Linked DNA regions of Anser cygnoides: region 2 is linked to region 1. The links are chromatin contacts, called in public Hi-C maps. All regions are on one chromosome and are shown on one strand. The core of a region is the stretch at or near the end of the contact, and the rest is flanking DNA. Distances in the headings are between cores, read along the strand shown. Region 1 overlaps BCAR3 (BCAR3 adaptor protein, NSP family member). Region 2 holds the start of GCLM (glutamate-cysteine ligase modifier subunit).

Region 1 (6,708 bases), core at 834-3,333:
CCTCTTATCAGCACACATCTTAGGTCTTATGTATCATGAATGAGAGGGAGAAAACTCACACGGTAAGAAATCACTTCAAATTTAATTTTACACTATGCAGCAGGGCAAGAAATAGAACATATTCAGAAAAGGTCGTTTAAGAATTGAAATGCAAACCATCTTTTCCCCAGCAAATGCAGGAAATTATGTTGCGTTAATTACATTTCACCTAATTGAGGTTTTGCATATTATTTTGTATTCACCCACAGTAAATTATGTCAATGCTTAGATTTTCTTTAATCTACTAAGGCTGACCTTCTTTGTATGACAAATAAAATTACAAAGGTTCTAAAAATATATCCTACTAAAAGTGCAATCTCTTTGTAGAAAAAAACCAATACAAGCATAAGACAAAAAGGAAAGATTCTTTATACTGTTAGCCACTCAAAGGAAAACACTCAAAGATGCTAATGAAATCATACTGAGCCATAAAATGCTATTAATTAGAATTCAGCTCAGTAAGAGAAGACACTGGGGGAAAAAAAAAAAGTTCTAGCTCTTGGAATGCCTTGTAAAATACTTCTTGTCACTTTGCATTTTATACATCTTTGCATTCATAACTCAACCAAAAATGCACAGAAAAGTGCATCATGAATACTTATGAATGTAAACAAACATTTTAACAGCCAAATGATGCAAAAAATATATAAATTCATGCGGATAAACAAACCAAGAAACATCTTCCATGCCTGGCAAAATCCAAGGTAATTTTTAATGAAGCTATTTCTAGATGAGGTTATTTCCAGGCTTCTTTGCAATGCCAAACACACATTTCTAAGACTGCAAAAGGTGCTGGATTGCAGCTGAGAACATTCCTATAAGCATAGATGGAAGCACAGTCCCTACTTTGTAGTACTTGGGAGTGCTACGTGAATTTTGGATTCATCTTGGTTCCATACTGGGACATGCCAAGGCAAGAGGCAGGCCCCACCCTCTGGCTCCAAAATTGCCCTGAACAGAAAACAAAAAATGCATCTGAAAGGAGTCATAGCCTGCTATGAACACAAGAATAAATGCCAGCCTAGGCGGCAGGACAACAGGGTTTCGAATGTACTGCAGTGCACATCAAAACGTAAGTGATGACACAGACAAAAGGACTGTGGAAAGATGTGTGGAAAAGGACTGTGAAAGATTATTTATGGCTCTCAACATTCATACCTTTTTGTTACTTCTTTTTTGTTAGATGTTCAGGGGCTGAGAAAGCATTCTGGGAAAGCATCACTATGGGTTGGAGTGCTTTTGTGTTTTACTTGACATCTACTTTGCCACTATCAGATACAAGATACCAGACCTGAGCAGCTATCAGTTGGACTCAGTACACAGCCATTTCTGTGATCTGTTCATGGAACAGCATTAGGAACTATGTGCATAACTGGTAACATTTCTGCACTTAGGAAGAAAGTTTGCAGAAATTGGAAGAACCTTTCCACTTGTGTACTTTGGTTTGCAGGCAAATCATAAAATCATAGAAAGGTTTGGGTTAGAAGGGACCTTAAAGATCATCTAATTCCACCCCGCTGCCATGGGCAGGGACGCCTCCCACCAGACCAGGTTGCTCACAGCCCCATCCAGACTGACCTCGAACACCTCCAGGGATGGGGCATCCACAGCCTTTCTGGGTAACCTGTGCCAATGCCTCACCACACACACAGTTTTTTACACACAGTTAATTACCCACAAGTCATCCGTCCATCAAATCTGCATGTCTCCAATTTAGAGACAAGGATGTCATGCAGGACAGTGTCAAATGCTTTGCACAAATCCACAAATCCAAATAAAATACAACAATAAGCCCTAAGCAAAAAAATGAGATCATCATGATTTAGAGAAGAGAAAACACTTTCTTGAAATTTGGAAGGCTGTGCTCAAAAGAAGAGATTTAATGTTCCAGGCCAACTGCAGATGTAGCTTTTAGGCCTAACTTCATTCTACCAGCTGCCAACTCTTGCTGAGTGGTCTGCTAACAAGTCAGTCATCATAAGACAGCTCTACAATCAACAACAAAGATATAGACAGCTACACAGGGCAACTCAAATTCAAAGCGGACTGAATTATTGACTGAATTTTTCTGTCTCTAAGAACTAGAGCATAGAATGACTCGCCTCCCAGTGCAGCAACTTTGGCTGTGGTTTCCATTTAAGCAGCATTGCTGTTTCAGCCACCAGGGCTTAGCTCTGCTGTTTCTTCCCTGGCCATTCATACTTGGAGTGTTTACACAGCTGAACAGTGAACTGGGATGAGGACTTGATCTGGATAAACATGAGGTGAAAAAAAGTTGTTTTTCAGCAAGTTGTTTTTCACCTAACTGGATTCACCTCACAGCCACAGGATAGTTTTGCTGACAACAAAAGGAATGATACAGAAATGGGAAAAAGCAGCTAAAGAAAAGCTAAAGAGGGCACAGACTGCTTATTTTGGCATTCTGGAACCCCAACTTACATTTAAGGCCAGGAATCAATGGCACGGAAGCCTTTAAGTTTTCTAATACAGACAAAAAATATCACAGCCCAGCTACGATTAAAATATCATAATCAAAGCACTTGACCCACTATAAAATTCATTCTGCTGGACTGAAGTTGTTTAACAATTTCGAATAGTTATTTTTGTAATAATTAGCTAGCATCACTCATGTCAAATCAGTTATTCTAATCACTTCCCTCCCATTGGCTGTTGTAAAGATAGCATAAAAGCATAAAGGTAGTGACCTTCGTATTGTGTACTCTGCCTAATTCAACAGATATGTGATCACGTGCACGTATTTGATCCAGGTCAAATGTGCTGCTGGGCATTATGTCAGTGCATAGATCTTGGTATTAATTACCGTGGAACCATAGCCTGAGTACCTCGAGTTAAACAGGATGAATCCAAATCTTAGCGTACTGAAGCATGTTCTGTTAAAAGTAGTTTCAGAACCAGGTATGACTTTAGAAAACAAAGTGTTTTAACAAGATTTTCCAAAACTTAACTTTGATATACAAGGAAATGATTAGACCTGTAAAATTAACCTTGTGAAAATGCTTGCATATTAAAGTGATTTATCACATCAGCCACTGCCTGGAAACTGTTGAACCAGCAACAAATACAATGCTGTTGTTTAAAGCTCAATTTTAAGCAAACAGAATAATATATCTTGCGCTCTGTACTGGCTTAACTTTTAATAAGACATTAATATTTAATAGATCTTTTTTAAATGTTTTTTTTTTTCCTAATGTCTGACCTCAGTTCAGTACTGGAAAAGAAGCATTACAGTGTAACTGATTAGGCACTCTGCTCCTAGACACAGCACTCTGTCAAAGACAGACAGAAAACAAAAACATGTCATAATAGGCTGGAGACTAGATAACAAGCATTAGTCCCTACTGTGAAAACAAAACAGTCTGCAGTTATGTTTGACTGACTGAACTGATCTGTTCTGCAGCCTTCCCAGAATTCTTTAATACAATAGGAAAAGCCATCTAGGATGTAAATATCCTGGTGTAAACAGAAGTCAGAGATTAATATGGCACTATTTTTCAAGCACATAGTTCAATTATACACTTAATTGTTTCATTAGCCAAAGCCAGAGAGTGAATAAAAACATTGCTTACACAGAAAAATATGAAACACCAATATTTTTATGACAGCTTAAAGAACTCAAGCACTTAACTGTCAAAAAAACATACGCATCACTTTATCACCTTGCAAGATGCATTTATGGGAATCACAAAATATACACTCGAATTTGGAGATAAAATTCTTGATTAAAATTCAAATTCACTGAAATCCACAGCAGTATAGCTACATTAGATTTAACACAATGTATCTGAAGCTGCCCAGTCAGAAGTTATACTAACAGAAATTGGAACATTCTAGTCAGTCGTTTGAACTGTTACAAACCTACCTATAAAACAATTCACCACATGAATGACAGTTTGAACAGTCCTTTCATCTGAAAAATGTTCCATTGAGAACTGTAATATATTCCTCACTCTGGTACCTGAAAAGGTTACAAAATACAGTCCCCAAAACAAGTGGAAAATATCTAATTGAAATATGTCTGGTTTCACTACAGAAAACAACTTGAATGATTTCCCAGCCTTCCACAGTAGCAGTTACAAAAGTCATATTTATATTTTAAGAAAGTGAAACCAATGAATTGGAAGTTATATAATTATTAAACCATTTTCTGAACTCCTCAGAAAAGACTGAGAACATACACTAATCTACTTGAACACAAGTAGTTCTGGATTCTTCTAAAAACTTAGAGTAGCTAAAAACATTTTATGAATATCCTATTTCTACAGAGGCTCCAAAAGTCTTCTCACCTTGACCAAGAGAGGGGAAAAGCAGGAATGTTAGCTAAGTAAGTCACTGCTTCGTGTGAAATTTGTAAAAGTTCTAGGCCGTGATATTTAGAATTATTGGACAGACTGCATAATAATTGTATCTTGTTATCTATTCTCAAAATATCCTGCACAATGAGTCATAGTTGAATAACATCTCACTACATCCTTCCACTTAGAATAGAATGCCTTACGGGGCTTGTTCCAACTCTTACAAACCTGAGTAGAATGTTGATAGTGAACTGATAAAAGCATCATGAGAGCAGCAAGACATAGTGATCAAGTCTTAATTCATAGCAAAGTCCAAAATGGAAAAGGAGGGCAAGGGCTACCTGTAAAAGAACTCTTCCTCTCTCTTTACAAGACACGAGGTGGCACTTACACAAGATTGCTTGGTCTTGACCTTTTGCCTATGGTTTTTCTGAGTGAGGAACACAGATTCATGACATAGCCTTCTGTCAGTTATGGTCTGTTAATATTACTATATCTTATTAAGCTGAAGACTGAGAGAGTAATAGAAAGTGAAATGAAACTGAAAATAGAGGATTTTCTAAATGACAAGTTCTAAGAAAAGTACAGATTACAGTATTTTTTTTAAATCCTGCCAAAATCTCAAGGTTTAGCTATTCCTTTTATTGTCTGGGCAAAGTACCCCTGTAATCTGTACTCAGAGCAGTACCATAGGGTGAATCAGAGTATTAGTTTATCTTCTCTTTGCAACAAGAAAGCTGAAGTTGCCTTAACTCATTCTCTCAGTCATTAGGAGACAATGCGGAAATCTTTTTTTCCTACCTCCTTAAGCAGAAGAATATTGGAAACAATGGGTCTTCAGTGAACCCGATTTTCAATTCCCAATTTTCTAAGAACAATTCTAAGATCAACTTCTATGAGGTAGAGTAAGTCCTGTAGCCAGAGTAAAGAACATACTACACCTATCAGTCCAGAGTAATTGAAGTTTCTTTTGGACATTTTCACTGTTTCTGATACTGTAACCTAAGCAAGCGTAAGTGCATTCTGTGCTATATGGAGCCCCTATGTTGTGATAAGCTATGTCCTTGAAGGGATGAAAAATTTTTCTTTTAAAACATTAATTCATTATCCCTATTTTTTTTTTCATCAGAACGGAACTGGCCAAGATAACTGGAGAGTTGGTAAAAGCTAAGACTCCTCTGAATAAAAAACAAAAAAGGAAAGTGCTAGTGTGTCAACTGTATTTAAGCTAATGAAGGAAGGCCAATCTTAAAGCGAACTGAGACACATAATAATATTGGAAAGGAAGTTTTTGGATACTCAAGAGTTTTTACTGCAAATTAATACATAACAGGGGTTGTGACACTGTTTTGAATAAATGCATTTATCTGGAAATTTATGTTAAATAATCAAAACTGAACAATTCTCTTTTTCCCATTTATGTGCATAAAATCATTACTATTTTATTTCCAAAACAAGTTGCTGAATAACTCAAATAATTATTTTTGTACAAAATTTCAATTTGATGTTAATTCTTTAGAGCAAAAAGCAAATCTATTTAAAGTGGAAAGTTCATGATCAAATATTTCTTAATTTTACAATTATGTATTTTGACTGCGAATCAGATAGATAAATCTATGCAATATACTCCATTTTGTTACTCCAAAGTAACCCCCCAAGAGAAAACACACAAAGAGTACAAACACAATATGCCTGCTCTTTAAACTTTAACAAAAAGATTGTAAGGAGGAGCACAGAAAGGGTTGGTGTTTTTTCTGGTAAGGAACAGCATAAGCGCAGGGGAACAGTTGGAGCTTTTATAAACGCTTTTTTGATTTTTTTTTTTTTAAGAGGCTTTAAAGAACTTGCTTCATTTTTGCAGCAGACAACCATAATGTGTGAAAATTTTATTCATCAAGGAGAACAGTCTCCTGCCTTGAAGCCTTCTTCCTTCATTCCAGATCAAAAACACTTTCTGGTTCGGCTTAAGAACTAGCTAGAGCAGTTGACATTACAGCCAAGAAGTCTGGCTTCTACTGCTGTAAATTTACTACTTAGCTAAGAAGAATTTAATTCAAGACATTGTGCACCACTGTCCTCCTCAGCAAAATGGATAACAATCACCTTACCTTCTACTGCAGAGATAAAAACAACAACAACAACAAAAAAAAACACACAAAAGAAAACACAACACAATGTAAATAGTTATTAGTAATTATTTTTAAAGGTAGAAGACGTCAAAGGCAAGTACTCAGACTTCCAAGAATTTAGAAACAGTACAACATGTTTGCTAAGCATATCCCCAGCATTAAGCAGGTTACTAAGTATGTGAAGCCAGGGTAAGGCAGGCATTTTCTTAAATTATTATTTTTTTTTA
Region 2 (6,926 bases), core at 1,492-3,991, 60 kb after region 1:
TAGTTTACTTAAGAAAATTCCTCTCCTCTTTCACAGCATGTTAGCAGTAATACAAGTACTGTACTTCATTTATTTTCCAATGCCATCTTAAAAGAAAGGACCAACTGTTAAGAACTAGAGTTTTTTGTTGTTTTTTTTTTGATTGTTTTTGAAACATAAAGATTCGTAAGTTGCAAAGTAGTCAGATAACAGCATACATGCTGTAACATCCTTGGAAAAGAGACTTTACAGTCAATCACTAATTACTCATTATATTCATCGTTTCTCTTCCTGAGATGCATCTGACCCTTCTCCTTTACCACCTACCTATTCCATTGTGCTGAATCTTTAGGGGGATCCTTCAGTTCCTACCCTGCACTTGCATTTTTCCTGATTTCACAGATGCAAAATAGACCTGACAAGGATTCTGTCCGTGTATCTTCTTGAACACAGCAAGGCATAACTATTAGGGCTCCATAAACTAATTAACTGACTGCACATTGCACCAATGCTTCAGCTGCTCCAACGCTCTGCCTGCCTGCTGATACCTCTCAGGAAAGGTCAAAGGTCATCCTGCAGACTCAGGAAATGTACTAGAAAGTCTGGGATCTGCCATGGAAAGAAGTACTTCTTAAGTTCCCACTTCACATTTTAACAATGTACTTTCTATCTACATGGATACCTACTTTTTGTACCGTTAAATAGCAATTTCTTGTGACGCTGAACATTAATTCAGAGAGCCAATAATAACGTGCACAAACTGACTGAAGGCAATGCCCCACCACCAAACAAAAAACTGGATATCACGAAGTTTAAGACATAACACTGTGAGAACACTCTGTGAACACAAATGCGGTACATTCTGTCCTTGTCACTTAAAACACTAGGAAAAAAATAACTGACTCGAAAGGCAAGAAAGAACTGGCTTGCCCCCCCAAACAGATACCCATGATGCTGGCAGTCTTTAACATTATGTTATGTCAAAATATGTTATCTTTTCCTTTCTGAGGAAAAGTTAAAAGGTGATAAAGATGTATCATTTACTACTGCTTTGCAACACTCACACCTTGTATTTCTACTGCAGTTAGTATGAACAAACCTCTGCCTCCAAAGCACACCACCATCACCTCTTGACACACGTGGAAAGCACAGCATATGACTCCAAATACAGTTACATCCCTAAACTCCTAGCCCTAGGGTTCATATTTTGAAAAATGTTGGCTTACATTCTTACACTAAGAACTATAGACACTAACTACACTGAATAGAAGTGATAAAAGCTGATTTATTTCTGATAAATAATGCTAATTATTTGCTTTTGGAGTACCAGCAACTCTGGGAAGTTGGCAGCCTTATGTTTAAATGCAGATTTCTCTGTAAACAAATGGAGAGAAATACCTTAACTGATTAGTTACGCACATTGGCCATTCTTTATGTAATAGCTTTCCAAAAGTTACTGGACAGGCACATTGTAATAGGCAGCCTTATTTTGCTACAAAATCTAATCCTCTTTCACATAGATCACAGAATGCTGTAATAAGTAACTAGGACAAATTAAAAAGCTATTACCACATGACAAAAGTATGATGAATTCTCCCACCTTATTACATCATCCTCTCAGACAGTCACCTTTCTTACCGCTTGCTCTCAATTAACATGCCCTCAACCAGCTCCTGACACACGACCTGTGTCACTACCAGGCTTTAACCAGCTGCAATGAAAGCTCTTGTGTCTGGTCAGCGACCATTCCCTAAGCACTGTGCTGTGACCAGACAACAAACACAGTGGTTTCGAAGCCTGTGGCCGCAGGATCTCCAACCATTTACACAGAATTATTGCAAAGGTTGACACATACTGTTTAAGATATGGTTTTCAAGTATTAATTAAAACGATCTTTCAGGTTTTTTTTGAAACAAAGGACCACTATAGTCTTTAGAGAAGACAGCAATGACCGAATTTCCCCAAGATGTGTCACCACCAGCGAATTATTAAGACTAATTCCAAGTTATAAAGGAGAATTTCGGTTTCATCCTTTGCAGTGGCGGTTTCTAACTACTGACACATCTATCGCCACAGAAGCATCAGGAATCCCGCTGCCATTACAGAGAGCCCTTTCTCCTGTCAGCTTTCGATCCTTTACCCCCCGAGGCCACCAGCGCGGCGCGGCTGGGCTCCGCCAGGAGGCGACCCCACCACAGCCGGGCCTTTCCGACGGGCGGCCAGCGCCCCGGGGGCAGCTCCGGCCTGCGGCGGGACGGGCTCCCCGCGGCAACCCGAGCCGGGCCCAGCACCGCTCGGCTCCGCTCCCCAGCGGGCCCGGCGGCGCTGCGGGGCGCCAGCAGGCAGCCAGTAGCCCCGGCACCGGCTGAGGGTTCCCGGGCGTTCCCTCAGGCCCCGCCGCAGCCCCCCCCGGGCCTTCCCCCAGCACCTCCCGCGGGAAAGCCCCGGGGCCGGCAGCCGCCGCGCTCACCTCCTCGCTGGGGGTGGCCGGGCACTTCTTGCGGCCGCAGCCCCAGTTGAGCAGGTTGCCGGTCTGCAGGTTGAGGGTGGCCGCACGCTCCAGCAGGGTGCGGGCGCTGTCCGTCCCCATGGCGAAGCCCCGCGGTACCTGCCGGGGCGGGCAGCGCAGCGCCGTGACTCAGCACCCGGGGCGGGCGGCGGGGACGCTCCGCAGCCGGACCCGGTCACACGGCGAGGACAATGGGCGGCGGGGCGGGCCCAGCCCGGCGAGCGGCGGGCGGACCGGGCACGGCTCGCCCCGCCGCCGCCACCCCGCGCGCCTGCGCGCCGCCCGGCCCCGGCCCCGGCCCTCAGCGGCCCTCAGCGGCAGCGCCCCCTGGGCGCCGGGGGCGGGCGGGACGCGGACTCCCGCGAGCCCACGGGGGAACGGAGGCCCCGGCCCAGCCCGGGAAGGGCCCGGTCCTGCGGGATGGCGGCCGAGGTAGGTCCCCGAGCGCGGCCCCTTCCCGGCACCGCCGCTTGGGCTGCGCCGTGGAGTCACTGAAGCGGCCCAACCCGTGCTAGTGTGATCGCGGCGCCGTAAGTGACGAATGGTGGCTGCCAGGGGGTGGGCTGCCAGGCCCGCGCAGGGAGCCGAGCGCTTACTTCATCAAACCCGAGGTTTGATCAAACCTCGCTACCTTGCTCCAGCTGGGTGAAGCCTGAAGGATTGCGGCGTGGGGATTTTTTGTCCAAGGCTGGGTTTCTTCTGGAATGATGGACCCTGAGCGCTAAAGTCCTTCTGTGCTACAGATTCAGAAGGGGGGATCTGTAAGTGAGGTTCAGGGGAGCATGAGGCTGTAGGTTGCAATGTTGTCAGCACTGGAATTCGAATGGTCTGTTACAGGTTTTCCTTCTCCAGGTGGTACGCCGTGCTGATCTGGAGGGACCGTTTGCACGACCTGTTGGTCTGAAGTACTGTCCGAGAGCTTTCTGATAGAAGGTTAGCTTAAATGGCTTTTATATTTGTGTTCTGGTTGCTTTTCTGTATTTACCTTGATTACTTTCACATATTGGAGATAGTTTTCCTCAGTATATGAACGCAAGCCATTTGGAAGACAAATATACCGAAAGAACGTCTGCTTCTTTAGAAAGGCAGTAATTCTGTTTTCCTTTAACATAAAAATCCAGAAGGTCTAACCAGATCCCAGCGCTAACCATCCAAACACATAATTGCCTTGAAAAGGAGCACACACCTTCACACACCTTCAGCCGGTCTTCACACCGGTAGTAAATTCTGTCCCATTGGATGTTTCTGATCCGCCCTCAGGCTTGCTAGTAGGGGCCTCATGCTTTGTGCATCTGAAATTTATTCTTCAATATTTTGTTTAAGAAGCTTTGATGGGTATAATCCTATGGAAGCAGATAAAATTTGGGGTTAGCAGAGGGCTTCCAAAGAGCGCATGGTATAAACCTTTCTGTATAATGGAAACTTAGAGCCATGAAAAAGCAATGTTTCTTTATAGCAGGTAGAATCCGCTAATGTTTAATTACTTTAGCTCTCACAAGAGGATAATGGAATAAATACTAGTTGGAGGAAAAAACAATACCAGCCTCTGTACTGCTTAATGCTATGAGCTTAATTCTGACAGCAACGGGAGCACGTCACAGAAGAAGGGACCCAGCCCAGGTCTGCTGTCTGTCAAATCACACAGAAATGGGAGGTATGCTAGCAGAAAAAGAAAGGAGGGTGTTTTCTGGCTCTTGATCAGTTGTGGGTTTTGCTGGTTATCTCATTTCTCTACCTCTGATCGGCACACACCGTGAAGCACTACTGATTCCTGCAGTACCCCCGTGCCTCTCAAAGAAAAATAAAGCACCCTTTCGAATCAAACGCCGCCGAGTCGTGGCTCTGAACCTGCTTTTCCCCGTGTTTGAAGGCTGCGGGACGCCTTGCTGCCAGCGCCCCGCAGTGCTGCTGCCGCCCGGGGCCCAGCGGCTCGCCCACACCGGGGCGGGGCGGGGCGGCCGGGGGGGGCCGGGCGCTGGCTGAACGGGGCGGGGCGGGGCCGGGAGGGTGCCGCGGCGGCGGGAGGCGGCGGCCCGCAGGATGGGCGGCAGAGCCGGCTTCTTCGAGGTGGGCGCGGGCGGCCGGGGGGAGCGGGGCGGCGGGAGCGGGAGGGGAGCGCCGGGAGCCGGGGCGGCACCGGGGCGAGGGGGCGGCCTGGGACGGGACGGGGCGGGGACGGGGGTCCCCGAGCGGTGCCCCGGGGCTCCGGGCTCCTTGCGGTCTGCGGGGCGGCGCTGGCGGCGCGCCTCGGCCGGACCAGGAATGTTCCGGGCACCTGGTGGCTCGGCTCGGGGCAGGAACGTGCCGCCGGGCGGCTCGGCTCGGCTCGGCCCGGCCCGGCCCGGCCCGGCTCGGCCCGGCTCGGCTCGGCACCGCGGCGGGGCTCAGAGGAGCACAGCCTGGCGCGGCCGCAAGGGGTTGGGGCCCCTCTCTCCCTGTGCACGCTGCAAGTGCGGAGTGACATGCACCTGGGGAGCGGGACGGGCGAGGATCCGCTTACATAAACAGCCCCACCAACTCTGCTGGAATTATGTTGGCTAATGCACAATCTCTTAAGAGTGGCTTGTGTTACCCAAAGAGGTTGGTGCTAGCCTACCGGTGGCAATCCTAACTATGTTTCTGCAGGTTTACACTTCATTTTCTCCAGCACAGGACTCACCTAAAATTGAATGCGTTTTTTTCCCTGTGCAAAATACAAAGCAATTGTTACTATAACATTAACAGAGTCTAAAAAAAAATCAGAAACAAAACTGCTTTTGTAGTTACTTACCATGACCTAAAAGTTCAGATGTTGCTTTTCAAAGCTATGAAAGCTTTTTGGATGTCACTAACGCTTCCGCAAATTAAGCTGACTCTAGCCATTGTGGGTGCGTGGTGGGCACCTGCAGTGCCTTTTCCCCTGCAATACTCGCTTCCCTGTTTTTTGTTTTTTTTTTTTTTTTTTTTTTTTTTTAGGAAAAATGACCGTGCTTTTCACTGCCTCCTGCATTTCTATCACTGTCCCAAGGTCCTGTGATATCCAAATGCAGGATCAGGCACATGTGTAATACCCCTCTAAACATCTCTAGTCATTGTCTGGTTGGCAGGTTTGCTCTTTTGCTCCAGTTGTACTGAACTTCTTTATAGCACTCATTACTAGAAGACCTCAAAAGCATGGACATAATTACTGCCTAATTTTACAGATGAAGAAACATGAGAAAGTGGAATGATGTGTGCTCTACCTCACTAGGCAGAACAATAGCAGCAGATCCAGATCTTTTGTGTCTTTAATTGATATCCTGTGTCTAAGCAACACTAATCCAAATTCAGAATGTCTCATGAATTTATTTGCAAGTCAGCTTCATATGTCTTAGTCCTTTTCTCTGTACAGCAGATAATGTGTGGAAACAGATCTGCCCAGGCACAGCCAGTGTGTGTCTGAGCAGACTCAGGGTGTGGGATGTGGACAAAGACAGCTTAGGTAGTACTAAGCAGTGCTGCTGCATATCGCTTTCAGCACTGTTCTCCCCAGTGACTTGCTTTCTGTTATAAATTCAAGACAGCTTAGCATGCTGAACTGCATCTCCTCACCATACATTCAAAACTAAGTTATGAAAGGAGAAAAAACCTAAGTTAGGAAAGGAGAGATAGTAAATGTCCCACCTTTCCCAAGACTTCCTAAAGGGAAAAAAATCTCTATTGATATTACAAACATTAGTGTTCCCTGCTTTGGGTTAGTCTGCAATTCTGTGCTTTTCCCTGTACATGTCAGAGCCATTTACCCTTTATTGCTTTTCTGTGGTACCTCTTTGTAAGAATAACAAAGCACTTTGCAAACACCAAACTGTTGCTTTCTAAAGTTTTTCTAATATGACTATTACAAGTTTAGTGGAGTTTTATTGGTGGAATGCTTCTTTCTCTTTTGTTGATTTTTTTTTTTGCGCATTTTATCATGCCTAGTACCTAACTGCACCTTGAATATTGTGTTCAGTTTTGGGCCCCTCACGACAAGAAGGATATCGTGCTGGAGCATGTCCAGAGAAGGGCTACGAAGCTGGTGAAGGGTCTGGAGCACAAGTCTTACAAGGAGCAACTGAGGGAACTGGGGTTTCTCTTGGAGAAGAGAAGGCTCAGGAGAAACTTTCTTGTACTTTACAGTTACCTTAAAGGAGGTTGTAGCAAGGGCTCTTCTCCCAAGCACCAAGTGATAAGACAAGGGTAAATGTCCTCAAGTTGTGCCTGGGGAGGTTTAGGTTGGATATTAGGAGAAATTTCTTTACTGAAAGGGTTGTGCGGCATTAGGACAGGCTGCCAAGGGAAGTGGTTGAGTCACCATCCCTGGAGGTCTTCAAGAAATGTGTAGATACAGAACTTAGCATTGTTTAGTGGTAGACTTGTCAGTACAAGGTTAAAGGTTGGACTAGGTGATCTTAGAGGTCTTTTCCAACCTGATTGATTC

The links. Hi-C and Micro-C count contacts between places; a contact is called where the count stands out from the background.
Region 2: a contact with region 1 is called in a Hi-C map of liver, with 2.5 times the contacts expected there. The contact joins the promoter of GCLM here to the enhancer-like site in region 1. A contact is called at or near these places in 2 of 7 Hi-C or Micro-C datasets (both in liver).

What each region holds. Positions count from the first base shown.
Region 1 is chr8:2,269,493-2,276,200 of Taihu_goose_T2T_genome, forward strand. All of the region lies in intron 1 of BCAR3 (BCAR3 adaptor protein, NSP family member), which reads right to left. Among named protein-coding and RNA genes, the nearest start is that of TRNAR-UCU, 34 kb to the right of the region's middle. Within about 2 kb of position 2,084, at least 2 of the 3 cell types and tissues checked have open chromatin away from gene starts, as enhancers often do. A contact at or near this core is called in liver, where this site is marked.
Region 2 is chr8:2,328,656-2,335,581 of Taihu_goose_T2T_genome, forward strand. GCLM (glutamate-cysteine ligase modifier subunit) reads right to left here and starts at 2,742. Exons shown (of 7, transcript XM_048067050.2): 1 at 2,450-2,742. The coding sequence starts at 2,569. LOC106039444 (very-long-chain enoyl-CoA reductase) reads left to right here and starts at 2,784. Exons shown (of 14, transcript XM_048067270.2): 1 at 2,784-2,920; 2 at 3,326-3,421.